Linked DNA regions of Hordeum vulgare: region 1 is linked to region 2. The links are chromatin contacts, called in public Hi-C maps. All regions are on one chromosome and are shown on one strand. The core of a region is the stretch at or near the end of the contact, and the rest is flanking DNA. Distances in the headings are between cores, read along the strand shown.

Region 1 (4,403 bases), core at 1,865-4,364, 190 kb after region 2:
GCATCATTAAACCCCACCGGAAAGTCACCACCATTGAGAAAACCAAGGATAGATGGCACAAGGTCGCCCTTGATCAGATCCCAGTGCCGCTGGAAGAACCCCGCAGTAAAACCATCGATACCTAGGGATTTGGAGGGAGACATCTGGAATAAAGCTGTATGAACCTCCTCCGGCCCGAACGGTTGATCCATGAATGCATTCATATCGTCATTGACTCTCTCCGGAACAAACTGCAACAACACATTCATATCATTGTAGCCTTAGGACGTGTACAAATTTTGATAGAACACGTGCACCTCTGCTTTATCTTCAGCTTCAGACGCACAAGAAGACCCATCTGCACGTCGGAGATTGGCAACTTTATTGATTCGCTTCCTTTGCGCAGCTTGTGCATGATTGTAAGTTGTATTTATGTCACCTTGTCGAAGCCAAGGGACACGAGAACGCTGTCTAATCCAGATCTCCTCTTTGCCTCAATGCTTCACGAAGTTTCAGCACAATGGCCTTTTCCTCATCGCACGGTCCCCTCCCAATCGTGCGATACCGTAACTTACCCAGTTTAGCCTGCAATTTCTTCACCTTCTTGGCCAGGGAGCCGAATTCTTTCGCCCCCAAGATCGCAACTCGCTCTAAAGCTGCACCAGGGTAGCCTGAATACTTGCAAGCCCCTGCCCGGAGTGATTGCGCCACCATGCCTCTGCGACTAGCTGATCATACTCCACATGAGATTGCCAAACATCTTCATACCGAAAAGGCTTTGGACCCCTTCGGAAATGCACATCCTCGGTCTGAACCAAAACCAAACAGTGGTCAGATTCCACCGCATTGATATGTCGAACACTTACATGCTCAAACATTTGTAAAAATGCTTCATTCACCACCCCTCGATCAAGCCGAGCTTTTACATTCATGTCTCCCGCTTGCCGATTATCCCATGTGTATGGTAGGCTTGTGTACCCAATGTCTTGCAAAGAGCAATCCTCGAGGGCTTCATGGAAGGCATGCATCTGCCATTCTGGTCTTGCTGCCCGACTAAAATTCTCCGAGCCAAAAAGAGTTTCATTGAAATCTCCTATGCACAGCCACGCTTGGTGTGGGATCACATACAACGTCCGTAAACATCTCCAAGTGTGGTGCCTATCTTCACTTATCGATGCTCCATAGAGTCCCGAAAACCTCCACTCTAGTGAGGACAAATCAGCTCTCGGAATCACAACATCAATGTGATCGAAGCTGAAGCTTCTCAGATCAACCACTACATCTTTCGACCAAAACAGGCTAATGCCCCCACTAAGTCCCGAAGTGTCCGCTGCAAAACTTCCAGCAAAACCCAGATTATGCTGCAAAAGCTTGCACCCTCTCAGCACTGATTTTTGTTTCCATCACAAAGAGCAGCATGGGCCCTTCTTGTTTCACAAATTTGCGAATCTCTTGAACTGCCTCGGGGTTCCCAAGCCCCCGGTAGTTCCAACTTATGCATCTCATTGGCTCGGGTAGGGCTGCCCAGCAGCCGCTGCCGAATTGTGAGATGACGGAGGGGTGAGCTTCTTCTTCTTCTGATCAGGTTCAGTGATCTTAGCCTCACCATCCTCCACTCCCGCAGTACTAGTGACACTATCGTTTCTCTGAGCCTTGAAAACCACCATACAACAGTTGAGACGCCGACATTCATAGGAATATCTATGCTGGGTAACGCTAGCGGCTCCACTCTGCGATAAACTTTCTCTACCTGATGGCCCCCCTTCCTCTTCTGATTAACTCGCTGTTTAACCGGTGAGGTAACCTCAGTATTGGTAGCACCTTTGTTGGTTGAGGATGAATCATCCTTCTTATTAGATGCATAATTTTGCTGTTCTCGGGACGATCCATCGCTTGAACCAGAAGCTCTCCTATCCTCAGTCGCCCGCAGACTAGTTTTTAACGGTAAATCTCCTTTGTCATTGCGGGTGCCCGGGGTAGGGCAGACCAGATCAGCATGGCCAAGACGACCACACGAGAAACAAAAGTTAGGGACCTGCTCGTATTGGATATCATACCAGTCCCTAGACTTCCTCTTAGCAGAATCGATCAGGATCCATCTACGCAAAGGTTTATTCACATCAATCGTAACCCTGGCTCGTAGGAAACCTCCAACAGGATCAAATTGTACAGAGGTCACATCTTTATCTATTTGCTTAGCAATAGCTCTTCCCCATGTCTCAGACTGCAAGTTGAACGACAGGTTAAGAACCCTAGCCCATAGTTTCAGCTTATCAAACTTCAGCTCGGACAACTTCATGAAATCATCAAACTCAGCTAGAATCACAACATGCCGACTCACGTGCCACGGAGATCCATCACACGTGCGATCATGATCACGATGATTCTCAAACTCCGCCACAAACATGTTCTCCCCCGCCGGTCGGAAGGATAAACCCTTAGGGTTTCCCCACGTCGGCCTCAAAGCGCTCGCAATGGTTTGGATATGAAAAACCTTACGATGCAGCACCTTGCCAACAATAGCCCACTTCGGTTGTCCCCCTTCACCAAGATCGTCCACCATCAATGGGGTAGCTTCCTCCTCCGTGAGATCTAACTTTTCCATGGCCTCCTCCATCCTTGCTCTCGCCGCACGAGGGGACTCCTGCCCCCTGGTGCTTCCACTAGGATCCGCCGACGAAGCCATCACCGAACCCAAGAGGTTCGCCCCGTCGACGGTGGTCGACGAGCGGTAGGTTCCACCAAAACCCTAATCGCCGCCTCACAGGCTCCAAGTTTTTTTGGGGCCTTTTTGCATCTTGATAAAAACCGACTCCTCCCCTTCTAATAAGCCGCACCCTAGGTATAATACAAAAACGCGAACTTAACGCAATGGCTAGCGTTGCCGTGGTGCAACACTATAGATCTCTACGCGAGCAAATCCTCTCGCATCTCTTAAGGCGAAAAATAGTCATTGCGAGAAATTTCAGCATCAAACTTGAGATGGTCTCTCATTGGGCCGAAAGCTACATACACGGGGTTTTCACGCCGGGCCGTGGCCTGGAATCGATGAAAGAAGCTACCCGAATTCCCGGCCCAGCTCACGCGGCACCGAGGAGAGCCACTGGCTGAGTGGGCACGTCCTCTGCTTAAACGGCCTCTTCATATTCGCGAACCCTATCTATCTGGAGGCTACCTAATCCCCTCCCCGGCACTCCCCGCCTGACAACCACGGCCATGGCGTGCGCCATCTCCGCCTCCACCGTGTCCACGGCCGCCGCGCTCGTCGCGTCCCCGAAGACATCCGGGGCGCCGCAGTGCCTGTCGTTTCCCCGCGCTTTCGGAGGCGCTGCAGCCAGGCCCGCCCGCCTCGCCGCCGCCGGCTCGAGGACGGCCAGGGCCCGTAGCTTCGTCGCCCGCGCCGCAGCCGAGGTTCGTTGCGCCTTGATTCGGTATTTGTTTTTTGCCGTGGTACGTGCCGCCAGTTGAATTGTCATGCGTGTATGCGTCTCTGTGTCCGCAGTACGACCTGCCGCTGGTGGGGAACAAAGCGCCGGACTTCGCGGCGGAGGCCGTGTTCGACCAGGAGTTCATCAACGTAAGCCCGTAACCAACTGCATTGTGCACGCGCGTCCGTTTACCAATTTCCTTGCGCGAGCAAAACTGTGCTCGGCCCGGATGATAATTCAGATTTCGCTGCACGATTCGTTAACGCTGCAGCTGTATGTTTGGTCGGTGATGTGATGTTCTTGATGGTGTGCTTTTGTTGTAACTACACACAGGTCAAGCTATCTGATTACATTGGGAAGAAGTATGTGATTCTTTTCTTCTACCCTCTGGACTTCACCTTCGTCTGCCCAACTGGTGCGTTAACCATCTTGTGCTCCGTGAAGGAAACTATTCATTTCTGTCTGTCAATTCTAAAATGCTTACATGCAAATTTTGCAGAGATTACGGCTTTCAGCGACAGACATGAGGAGTTCGAGAAGATAAACACTGAAATTCTTGGTGTTTCGGTTGACAGTGTGGTATGTTACTTTCCATACATGTGGGCACATAGCTGCTCTCTTGAAACTATTCGTCTAGCTCTGACATGCATTAAGTGCCTTATCTGGAAATTAACTGTAAAGTGTTCGTCTGTTTGTGTCAATGAATACCAATGTTCAGGATATCGGTAACTCGTCGGTTGAGTGCCGAGTAGGGATAAATAGGCAAATTTTCCAGTTAATCGGCTATTCAGTGACCCACACTATCAACTGAAACACCAAGTTTGGATTGTGTCAATGAATGCGTGTTCCTTCTTCATGTCAAAATTGAGTCTGGGCACATTTGGAGCATAAGAGTTTAACATTGCAGTGGCACAATGCTGGAGCTTTGTTACATCTTTTGGATGGACAAATGCAATGTAAATTATGCCGTGTGCATATCGGAGGGTAAAAAAAAAT
Region 2 (4,503 bases), core at 1,115-3,614:
TTCCGCCAAATCTGTGGGCTGAATCAGGCCGCGGGGGGGGGGGGGGGGGCGCTCCTGCCCTCTTCCGTCGAGCCGCTGGACTGGCTCCCCTGGATCCGCCAATCCACCATGGCCGGAGAGCCGCCGTCGGAGATGGAGTTGAGCTTGTGCAAGAAGGTTTTGCTCGAGGATTCATCCAATTTGGATGACTCGGATGTTGAGACAATGCTTCTCACATTTCGCCAACAGAGTGTGGTGATGGCCCTTGCCGTGAACGAGCACGAAGACGAGAACCGAAAGAGGCGGCGAGGATAGACCGTCGGTCGTCTTTGCACTCCTCAAAATCACCATCTCGGGAACGAGATGCTAATGCAAAAGTACTTCGCAGCCAATCCAACATATCCGCCCCACCTCTTTCGGAGAAAGTATCGTATGCGCAGATCCCTCTTTGTAAAAATTGTTCAAGCTTCGAGGCCAATTGTCTATATTTTACTCAAAGAAGAAATGTCGCGGGCTTGAAGGGATTTGGTGCATATAAAAAAATATTGGTAAATATGCGGGTAATTTCATACGGCGTTCCGACTGACTATACCGATGAGTACCTTCGCATTGGGAAAGATAGTACAATTGAGTCAGTGCGTAGGTTTGCCAAAGTGATCCTCCGTGTTTTTTATCCTAAATGTCTTCGGGCACCGAATGAGGAAGACACAAAAAAATTGATGGCATTTAATGAAAGAAGAGGTTGGCCTGGCATGATAGGAAGCATAGATTGTATGCATTGGACTTAGAAAAATTGCCCAAAGGCATGGCAGGGAATGTATTGTGCCAAGTCTCATGATGCAACAATTATGCTAGGGGTCGTAGCTTCACAGGATTTCTGGAATTAGCATTGCTTTTTTAGTATGTTGGGTACTCTCAACGATATCAATGTGTTGCAACGGTCTCATTTGCTTGCTAGGCTTGCTAGTGGTGATGCTCCAGCTTGCAACTATACTATCAATGGGCATGAATACACAAAAGGTTATTATCTTGTAGATGGTATACACCCTTGTTGATGCACATTTGTGAAGAGCATCAAAGACCCCCAAAGTAGGAAAGAGTCTGAATTCGCAAGGGAAAAAGAGACAGCCCGAAAAGACATTGAAAGAGCATTTGGGGTTTTGCAATCTAGGTTTGTCATTGTTCGTGGTCCTGCTCGGTTTTGGGACAAGCGATCCTTGAAAAACATCATTACATGTTGTGTTATTCTTCACAATATGATTCTCGAAGATAAGAGAGGCATGAAATTAGAGCTTTTTTCATAACTACATGGAGATTGATAATTCTTCACAATATGACAACGTGGGTAGCCGTGTCAAACCAGCTAGAGACCCTAACCGAATTAGAGCTTTTTTTCATAACTACATGAAGATTGATAATGCAAACACCCACTTCAACTTCAGAATGATCTCATTGAGAGCATCATTGGCAAAGGGCTAGACAATAACACATTCTATTTTTTCATTCATTTTTATTTCATTTATGTGTGATTTGTATACAGGACAAGTTTTGTATTGAATTATTTAGTTTGCTACGGTGATTTGAATAATTATTATACTTTGAATGATTATTGTATTGTAATATTAACATTTTGCTTATATAACACATTATTAATTCTGATTTACGGGGTCTTTGGTTTGCGAGTCGACGCGGTGGTGCCCGAGCAGCCCCCGCATTGTCGGCCCGTAAAAAAGCATCTTCTACGAATATCTTGTTTTACAGGTCCAATTTGCGGGGTCTGACTCTGTCCGCGCCCGCGCCGACCCGTAAAACTCTTTTTCCGCGAACTGTAAACGACTTTTATGGGCTGGCTCTATACAGAGTCTGCTAAAGATCCTCTAAGGTTTTCGTGAATGGAATTACCGTGTCCCTTAAAAAATTTACGGGTCAAACAAGTTTTACGGGTCTGCTAAGCAACATTTTTCCGACCGAAACTGTAAATATATTTTTTTACGGGTTTGACTAATATACGGGTTCTCTAAGCTCCTATTCCACGGATTGTATAGGCACTCCCATGTCCTTACTTTTATGCTGAAAGTCCTCTTCCGCTGTGGAAGTTTTTTTCCAGGCATCGTTCCCCCCGCCTCTCACCCACAGATTCAGTCCGTATACACACGCCTGTAAGTAATCCCGATGGTTACGTGCGGGTATCCGCTAGCCTGCTCATGTGTATGAAAATCATTCGACAAATTGGATAACTGAAGAAATACTTCCTCCGTCCCAAAATAAGTGTCTCAACTTTGTACTAGCTTTAGTATAAATTTGTATTAAGCTTGAGACACTTATTTTGAGACGGAGGAAGTAGTATATACACTAGCAACAAAAGTGTAAAAGCAATGAGCTATTGGCCCTGCGCCTGGACCCTTTCGGGGCGTGTCGAAACATTGCGCTCCACGTAGCACCCCGTACATACTCAATGGCGCAGCGATGGCTACTTGTCACCCGCTTCTACCTCACGTTTGCATTCCGTGGGCATCGATCCCAGCCGTCGAACCCCGATTCCTATCTCGTCCCCGCCCCCTCCTTCGGCGGTCTTCGCTCTGCATCCTCTGCTGGTTCCACTCCATCCAATCGTCCGTACCGTGCTCCATCCATGGCCGCACCAGCTCTGCCCCTTGCCAACCACGCCGCGGCCACGGCCACGGCCACGGCCAGATACCTCCACCGCAACCACCAGTTGCTGCAGCCCAAGAGGCAGCTCCCACCCGGCTTCCTCGCCGCTCGGCCTCTCCGGCAGCCGCGCCGGCCGCTCTCCGCCGTGCCGGAAACCAAGGAGGAGGAGGCCAAGACGGCCGATGAGATCACCGAGAAGTACGGCCTCGAGGTCGGCCTCTGGAAAGTAAGCACCTATGCCACCGCAGCGTACTGCTCCTAGTATATATGAAGTGAAATTTGCAAGGTTGGGTCATTTTTGAGTCATTTATTTTAGGACGGAGGGAGTACATGCGAGCTGAATCGTGTGACGTCTGACGTGTTTGGTTGCTTCAGATATTTAGCTCGAAGGAGGAGGAGGAGGGAGGCGAGGAGGGGAAGACAAAGAAGTCGAGAACTGACCAGGCCAAGGAGCTCCTGGGCAAGTACGGCGGCGCGTACCTGGCCACCTCGATCACGCTCTCGCTCATCTCCTTCACCGCATGCTACCTCCTCATCAACGCCGGCGTCGACGTCCAGCAGCTGCTCGGCAAGGTCAGAGCTACTAAACCACTCCCCAAGTTTCGACTCGAGCTCGTCACCAACTTACCATGGACGGGGTGTGTGCTTTTTTGTGTAATGTAAATGTAAATGCAGATTGGGATCGCCACGGACGAGACCGGAGGCAAGGTGGGGACATTCGCGCTGGCCTACGCCGCGCATAAGGCAGCGTCGCCGATAAGGTTCCCGCCGACTGTGGCGCTGACGCCGGTGGTCGCCAACTGGATAGGGAAGATCGCCAAGGGAGGCGAAGGCGACTGACTGATGCAGCAGTAAAGTATAGGCACTTCGATCGATGTGCACTTGCTGGTAGTTATGCATCACTCCAAGCTTAGGTGTTCTATAGTAGTGTGAATGAATCTGGCTAAGTACAATTTTGCCTACTTGTTTTGGATGTTTGCTGCTCTTGTAAAACAGGACGAAACCATAGTAATCCCAATGTATCAGAGACAAATTAGTACTAGTAACTGGGAATATATTGAATTTTAGCTAGTACTAATAACAATGAATGATGAGTGCAGAAACCGTCAATGCTTGGGAAATGATATGTAAACTCCTCCTACTATAATGGTATATAAGTCATGCATCGTACTTTGTACACGGCTGCCAGAATATTCATTTTTGCAGAGGAAGAACCAGGCGCCCGTATCAGGGGATTCCAGTTGGAGAAAACCACCTGATGACACAAAATAAAACACTAGCGACTCAATATACATACGCTAACTGGAAGGAGGTGAAACCACTGAGGCACGGCAAAGCAAAAAGTTACTGAACACATGTCACCAGACCACTGCCAGAAAGGTCGCAAAATTCGGTAAAAATCACCAGCCTCCAAGAGTCCCAGGAAGAACATTTGCCATCCCCAAGAAACGAACTCTGTTGTTCCAGAATGCCCTAATCATGCTGTTGTCTATCCACAGGTTGGGCCTACAGCTGTGGATTTACCGACAACTGCTGGCTGTCGCTTGGGTGTACGAGGGGCGGTTGCCTCTTCGGCTAACAACTGATCCCACTGCACTTCTGCTGTTCATTAGTTAAGTACTTCAAAGTTGAGGTCAGGTTGTGCCTGTTTAAACAACATCACAGTGAATGCACTTCTCAAAGGATACGTGCTGTTCTCCACATATCTGTAATGCTGCTGCCATCGCCGTCAGTGAGAAGGAAGTAGTCAGCATCAACCTGCAAAAGTGTGTAGAAGCATTGGGTCACTGGGTCTTTGAGGGTCTGGGTATCATATTATTACAAGATAAATAAAAAACTAAAAATAGATTACTGTTATTGCTACCAGAAAGG

What was found. A called contact is a pair of places that touch in the nucleus more often than the background predicts.
Region 1: a contact with region 2 is called in a Hi-C map of leaf, with 4 times the contacts expected there. The contact joins the promoter of LOC123426692 here to the promoter of LOC123426690 in region 2. A contact is called at or near these places in 3 of 6 Hi-C or Micro-C datasets (leaf and seedling) and 1 of 1 datasets of contacts at active chromatin or transcription factors (embryo).

Annotation. Positions count from the first base shown.
Region 1 is chr2H:468,888,790-468,893,192 of MorexV3_pseudomolecules_assembly, forward strand. It overlaps LOC123426692 (2-Cys peroxiredoxin BAS1, chloroplastic), which reads left to right and starts at 3,115. Exons shown (of 7, transcript XM_045110560.1): 1 at 3,115-3,390; 2 at 3,482-3,556; 3 at 3,741-3,822; 4 at 3,907-3,986. The coding sequence starts at 3,196.
Region 2 is chr2H:468,701,522-468,706,024 of MorexV3_pseudomolecules_assembly, forward strand. LOC123426690 reads left to right here and starts at 2,365. Exons shown (of 3, transcript XM_045110559.1): 1 at 2,365-2,857; 2 at 3,007-3,204; 3 at 3,307-3,709. The coding sequence starts at 2,435. The coding sequence ends at 3,471. LOC123426689 (transcription factor E2FA-like) reads right to left here. Exons shown (of 14, transcript XM_045110557.1): 13 at 4,320-4,389; 14 at 3,753-4,233. The coding sequence ends at 4,121.